Regions from separate parts of the Bombyx mori genome. Here region 1 is linked to region 2. Evidence: chromatin contacts called from public Hi-C data. All regions are on one chromosome and are shown on one strand. Each heading gives the region's core, a stretch centred on a gene start, on an enhancer-like site or on the middle of the called end of the contact. The rest is flanking DNA. Distances are from core to core; before and after follow the strand shown.

The links. Hi-C and Micro-C count contacts between places; a contact is called where the count stands out from the background.
Region 1: a contact with region 2 is called in a Hi-C map of whole pupa, with 3 times the contacts expected there. The contact joins the enhancer-like site here to the promoter of LOC101737410 in region 2. A contact is called at or near these places in 6 of 7 Hi-C or Micro-C datasets (middle silk gland, midgut, posterior silk gland and 1 more).

The regions. Positions count from the first base shown.
Region 1 is chr7:9,153,085-9,156,615 of ASM3026992v2, reverse strand. The region is part of intron 2 of LOC101737410 (katanin p60 ATPase-containing subunit A-like 1); the gene reads right to left. Among protein-coding and RNA genes, the nearest start is that of LOC101745976, 18 kb to the left of the region's middle. Within about 2 kb of position 1,990, at least 4 of the 8 cell types and tissues checked have open chromatin away from gene starts, as enhancers often do.
Region 2 is chr7:9,118,644-9,122,188 of ASM3026992v2, reverse strand. LOC101737410 (katanin p60 ATPase-containing subunit A-like 1) reads right to left here and starts at 1,956. Exons shown (of 10, transcript XM_038011985.2): 1 at 1,301-1,956. The coding sequence starts at 1,492.

The sequences.
Region 1 (3,531 bases), core at 741-3,240, 34 kb before region 2:
CCTTATTAACATTCGTGGCACACGATACGGCGCTTCGGAGAAGTGAACCGTGACCGTTATAAAAACGGTCTAGACATTGTTAATATTGAGACTGCACATTATGCTCATTAAAAATAACGTCTTAAGGGGGTCAAACCGGCTGTTGAATTTCGCCGCACGATGTCCGCGTGGGCTGTGTAGGTCTGATGAAATGAATTCAAGACCTTTATAAACATAGTTTAAGGGTCATTTTTAAATAAACGTTTTAATGAACGAACGAATTAGTTACGGTATGCTAAATTCCACTTAATGTACACACATTAAAATAAAATTTCAAATAAAGATTATGTTAATGTTTAATTAGTTACTTGCACCATGATAGCAACACACAGTTCAGATTGAAAATTGATTTATCAGGGGACGCCGCGGGTACGCGACACTTCCATATTATTATGCCATTATTATTATTTATGACTAGCTGACCCGGCAGGCTTCGTAGTGCCTCAATCGAGAAATAAATGACCAAAAATTTTGTATAAAATAAACTTAATACAAACAAAAGGAATCCGTCCGACGGGGGCCACATCAAAGGAAAAACAAAATTGTTATTTTTATTTAATTCCGAGGATTTTCATATTTATCTACCTTTTAAACCTTCTCTAGTCTTCCACAAATAATTCAACACCAAAATTAGCCAAATCAGTCCAGCCGTTTTCGAGTTTTAGCGAGACTAACGAACAGCAATTCATTTATATATATATATATATAGATAGATATGCCCTAATTCCTTCAGCCCATTGAGTTTCTCGCCGGATTTTCTCAGTGGGTCGCGATTCCGATCCGATAGATTATGCGAAGTACTGCTCTTGCTAGGGCTAGTGTTAGCAAATTCTCTCAGGTTGAGTCCGTGTGCTCATCTACCCGTCCGGGAGTAGCTGGAATAGCCTCTTGGGCTACCAGCGAATTGGTAGGGAAAAAATCCCGGAGCTTTTTTTACGAACTCACTGGTGGTAGGACCTCTTGTGAGTCCGCACGGGTAGGTACCACCACCCCGCCTATTTCTGCCGTGAAGCAGTAATGCGTTTCGGTTTGAAGGGTGGGGCAGCCGTTGTGACAATACTGAGACCTTAGAACTATATCTCAAGGTGTGTGGCGCATTTACGTTGTAGATGTCTATGGGCTCCAGTAACCACTTAACATCAGGTGGGCTGTGAGCTCATCCACACATCTAAGCAATAAAAAAAAACATTTGTACCAACTTCACCTGTTTGGGAGAAGAGGTGGATGGAAAACGATTTAATAACCAAGTCAGCTAATTCTTCAAATAGATAATTAATCATACACACACGCACATAGACCAAGATACGATTATTTGGCCCGTTTATCTCATAATCGAAGCCAATGTGTTTATTGCGTATTTTTTAACGTTCTCGATATCGTAAAAGTTAACTCTAAGTTGTATGCAGTTGAAACGTTTGCTTACGTTTGTCGCTAGGGGCGCTGTTCCAACTCCATACATATTGAGTTAACTTTTACGCTATCGAGAACGTTACAAACTCGCACTAAGCACACTGTTCAATAATTTAAGCCTTATTCTTCTATACTAATATTATAAAGAGGAAAGATTTGTTTGTTTGTTTGTTTCGAATAGGCTCCGAAAGTACTGGACCGATTTGAAAAATTCTTTTTCCGTTAGAAGCCGACATTGTCCCTGATGAACATATTTTTTTTTATTTTTTTTTTTGTTTCATGTGTGTTTTAATGTTTCCGAAGCGAAGCGAGGGCGGGTTGCTAGTTAGGTTATAAAGCCTAAAGATCTCTTTTAAATTGGCAATCTTAAATTCACAAAAATTATAGAATTCGTTCGAAATTTATATTATATAAAAAGAAAATGAGATTCGAATATAAAAATTTAAATATTTATCATTGATAACACGAACAGCACAGCGTTCTATTGTGTACACCGGTATTATGTTTCGTCACTTACGACTCTTTCATTCTCACGGCCCGTTTTATTGAAGATACAAATTATTACGTAATGTATTTCGTCTTGTTTAAATAGTAGCTTGGCGTACCTGCAAAGTGCAAACTGATAATAAACATAATTCAGTTTTATTGCGAATTACATTTTTTTATCACCGACCCCAACTAGTTTTGCAAATCCACCGTGGATGCAGTTCGTTCGCGTTACATCCGAATGAAAATTTTATTGATGAAGCGATAATTGCCTTAAACAAGGACAGAATACAAATGTTACAGCCCTATCTAGCAATGATCGAAATCAGATTAATTAGCATGTAAGCACACGTCTCCTAAAATTAAAGATACGTAAAATCGAAATAAATAAATTTATTCCTTATATGGGTGGACGAGCTCATAACCCACCTGGTGTTAAGTGGTTACTGGAGCCCATAGACATATACAACGTCAATGCGCCACCCACCTTGAGATAAAAGTTCTAAGGTCTCAAGTATAGTATAGTCAAACCGAAACGCATTACTGCTTCACGGCAGAAATAGGCAGGGCCGTGGTACCTACCCGCGCGGACTCACAAGAGGTCCCACCACCAGTATGTATGCTTAAAAGGGTTGGAACTAAACTACTTACTATTAAATTAAAAGTTTGTCTGGGAAGCAAAAAAAATTATATGCACCGTTTTCCACAGGTGTTCCACATTTTCGAGTTGATATCTATATTCCTTATCAGTAGAATACGGAAGCGCTCTGTTTATGCAAACTACCCTACTTTAGTGCACCGCCATGTCATGTGTACACGCGTCCTGTTTTGACCGATAAGAGCATCGTGTAGTGTAGTTTGCGTTGTTACTAAATTACCCACAAAAATGACACACATTCTTTTAAAAATCTATTATATTTCTTTTACGTGTATATTTTTTTCTCCCTAAGTTACTATATAAAGCTCTGTAGCAAACTAGCTAGTATAATCTAGCCCGTTGAGTTTCTCGCCGGATCTTCTCAGCCGATCGCGATTCTGTGTAACACTGCTCTTGCTAGGGCTAGTGTTGGCAAATTCTCTCAGGCTGAGCCTGTGAGCTCATCTACACATCCGGGCGTGGCTGAAATAGCCTTCTAAGCTACCAGCCATTAGGTAGGGAAAAAAAGTATTATTAAATTTCCTAACATTAAATTTTTCCATTTACTCTATTCTTTTGTTATTTTTTTTATTGCCCTTGTAGACAGACGAGCATACGGCCCAGCTGATGGTGAGTGGTTACCGTCGCCCATGGACTTCAGCAATGCCAGGAGCAGAGCCAAGCCGCTGCCTACCGCTTAATACTCTCCACAAGCCTCTTTTAAAGAATGTCATAGCGCTCGGGAAACACCGTGGAGGAGAGCTCATTCCATAGCCGAATGGTACGTGGCAAAAAATACCTCTGGAAACGCACTGTCGATGAACGCAGCGGTTCCAGATAATATGGATGAACTCTGTTCCGATGGCGGGAGGTGCGATGATATAAAGGAGATGAGAGGAACATCTCAAACAATTCCTCATGAATAACAGAGTTAATATCAACAATAATTTAAAAACAAA
Region 2 (3,545 bases), core at 707-3,206:
ATTTAAGATATAAGTGGAAAGAGACTTTATTGAGTAAATTTACGAAAATAGATGCAATGAATGTACGTAAATGTTATGGAGTACTTTAATTAACCGACAGCAAAGTTTACAAGCTATATTCAGTGTGATGTGACTCATAATCTTCATTTCATAAACTATGTGATATATGTTATTGCTTTTGTTATTATTTGCTTTCTTTATAGGATACCGAGAGAACATTTTGTTTTAGAAACATCTATGTAATTATGAATTAATCATATAAAACTTTTTCCAGCATAAAAATTATATATCAGTCTTTGGTTAATCTTCTATCACATTTTCATAATTATAAAATGTATAATTTCTTTTTCACTCTAATTTCAATTTTGTGGTTTGGCACTTAACTGGAATATTACCAGTTGTAACCATTTGTGAAGATTGTGAATATTTATTGTGTATCTAGTTTAAGCCCAGTAGGTTTTTTGTGAAAAAACAATTAAAAACCAACCTTTCTTGTTTCTTTACAATATAATATAAATTATGTTTGATACACTACTTTTCAGCATTAGGAATAGCAATAGAGGAATTCTATCAGTCAATAAGGTTGACGTAGAAACAATAATTGGTATGTGAATTTGTTAAATAAAGCATATATATTTTGATTATTTACATAAATGCCAAATATACATGGTGTAATTATGCAAACTATATAAAACACAAGTACCTGTTATTTGCCTATTTTATATACCTCTATTGTACTGTATATTACATCTATAAGTAATAAAGGAACACATTTATTAATAAAAGCTATGTATGTTGCAATTTCTTGAAACCGAATATTAATAATACTTATGTCATAGTAATTGTATTATTTTACTACCTGCCACATAAGTGATGTAAAGTTATGCATAGCTTTTGTTGTATTTTTACATAATGGCCTACTAACACAAATGATACAGTTGACATAAAAATTTAAAATAATAGCTCACAATTACTTTTGTTCACAAGTTGCCGTTTGACTTATAATTTTTCTATACACTTCAATTAAAGACAGAAATTTGAATTTGAATCCTTCAAAAGATTTCTTGTCTAAAATTAATATAAGTATAAACTTAATTATTTTTTTTACATTAAGTAGAGAGTGGAAACAATGTTTCAGAAAAGTATTTGAGAGCAATTTATGGCCTTCTACTTTTATTCAAAAAAGCCGTTATTGATTGCTAATATTAAACTTAAATGGAAACGGCAATCAGTCAAGGCAAACCAGATGTATTTTATATTAATTGTGGGTTTTATTCCAAAAAAAGTTTATTGCACTCACCAACTGCCACTTGGATTTTCGCGTGGGATCAGCTATAGTGATCAGAAGCCTGTGGATCATCTGTATAGTTCCTTCATAATAAACCAGCGCCGATTCATAATTCCCCATCAGGGCCATTTCTCTCGCCAACTTCGTGTTCTCGCAAATTTCGCCAACAGAAACTGCCATTATTGTCATTCCCGCTGCGTGCATAAAACTTATCCACTGTTGAAAATGTTATGGTTCTTCTTTAAGACCCCTTCGAAGATTACGATCGCGTGTGACATCCAAGGATCCAAATGTAGCACTTCAAATGATCACACAAACATGTTGCATTTCTTTTGTCCCGGCGGTTTTAAATACGGGGAACTTATCCGATGTACGTACTTATTAATTTATGTCATAATTGAATTTAAACAATTTAAATATTTTTAAGTTATTTTTTTAGACAAAACAAACTTCTAAATTTCATCCGTCAGTTCACAGTCATATCCATAGATTTTATTAAAATTTAGTAGTCCAGTGTCCTGTCACATCATTTTTTTTTATTATTTTGTGGCCTGGTAAAGAGTCTTTTAAGCCGTCTTTTTTTGTCACTTTCACTTTGAGAACACTTCACAACTGTTCACTAACTTTTATAGTCGGATTTTTAATTAGACGAAGCCACCTGATAGTAGCTAATGTCACTTTGTGAAATAATGTTGCTATATTTAAAGTAATAGTGATGCGTTCAGTTCTTGTTCAATCACATGAATGAACAATGAGTGTGAAGAGTTAATCATTAATTTCAAATTATAAAAGAATATAATTTATATTTTACAATAAAATTGTATTAAAGTGCTCCAATATATGTTACTAGTAGTATGTAACTACAATCAGTTTTTTTTATTTTCATTACCTACCTATAATTGTTCTATTTTATACATCTATAGTTTCAACTATATGATGTATTGGAAATAGGACAGTCTTACAAGCTTCCTCGCAATGTTTTTCTTAATGTTTAAAACACTCGATATTCGGTACAGGTAGATACTATAGGAACATAATATTTCGTCGAAAAGTCGTTGCTATGTACAAAGCATTCCTAAAATTTGAACCCCGTACCCGATATCAGCAATTCGGCACACCGACTATTCACTAGACAATCGAGGCAATTTCATTAATTCAGGAGTTTTTTTTCCATCGTTCACTTTGTCACAACACTATTTTTATTTCATCAAAAACTGACAACACAGTAAACGTCAGTTGCCTTCGTCTAATAAAAAATCCGACTATAAATGCTATTTACAGGGCTCACTGAATTTGGCCCCCTTTTTTTGATTATCAGATTTTTTTATTTTTAATTATTTGTTCGTCGTTTGTTTATTTATAATTAATTAAACAAATGATCACCGTTAAGTGGGCCGCCCTTACTAGATATCTTTATTTTTATCACTCAGATTAATTAATTTTTACTTTTACTTTACACTTATTTTCGTAAGTGCTTTTAAGTTAAATTTCATATGGATTAGTAAGTAAAACCACGTAATAATACCCATAATTACATAATACGCTGCAGCTTATTATGGACAACGAGACCGCCTTTGACTCGTATGAGTTTGTAAGAAAACCGCACTATATCAGTCCGATTATACGACCTGGCTCCTGAACCCATCCTTTTCCAGCGTGGCGTGAGGCAGGAAGATGTTATTTCTCCGAACCGTTTACCGCTACATTGAAGGATATTTTTAAAGTTCTTGACAGGAAAGGACTCGGCACAACATCAACGGCGAATACTTATAATCACCTTCACTTTGCCGACCACATTGTGGGTACGGCTGAGACTTTTGAAGAACTCAAAGCAATGCTCAATGACCTTAGTAAGCTTAGCGCTCACCCCAGTAAAGATCGGAAGCGCTAGGCTCGAAGTTGTTGGTGAGCATATTTACTTGGGGCAAATTGTCCAGCTAGGTAGATCCAACTTCGAAAAAAAGAGGTAAATCGTCGAATCCAACTCGGAGGCGTAGCGAGCAGCGGAAAGCTATTTAATATCTTCTTATCACAGCGTCTCAAGTTTCTTTTTTCGCAGGTGGTAGGACCTCTTGGAAGTCCGCACGGGTAGGTACCCACCACCCACCACCCCGCCTATTTCCGCCGTGAAGCAGTAATGCGTTTCGGTTCGAAGGGTGGGGTAGCCGTTGTAACTATACTGAGACCTTAGAACTTATATCTCGAGGTGGGTGGCGCATTTACGTTGTAGATGTCTATGGACTCCAATAACCACATA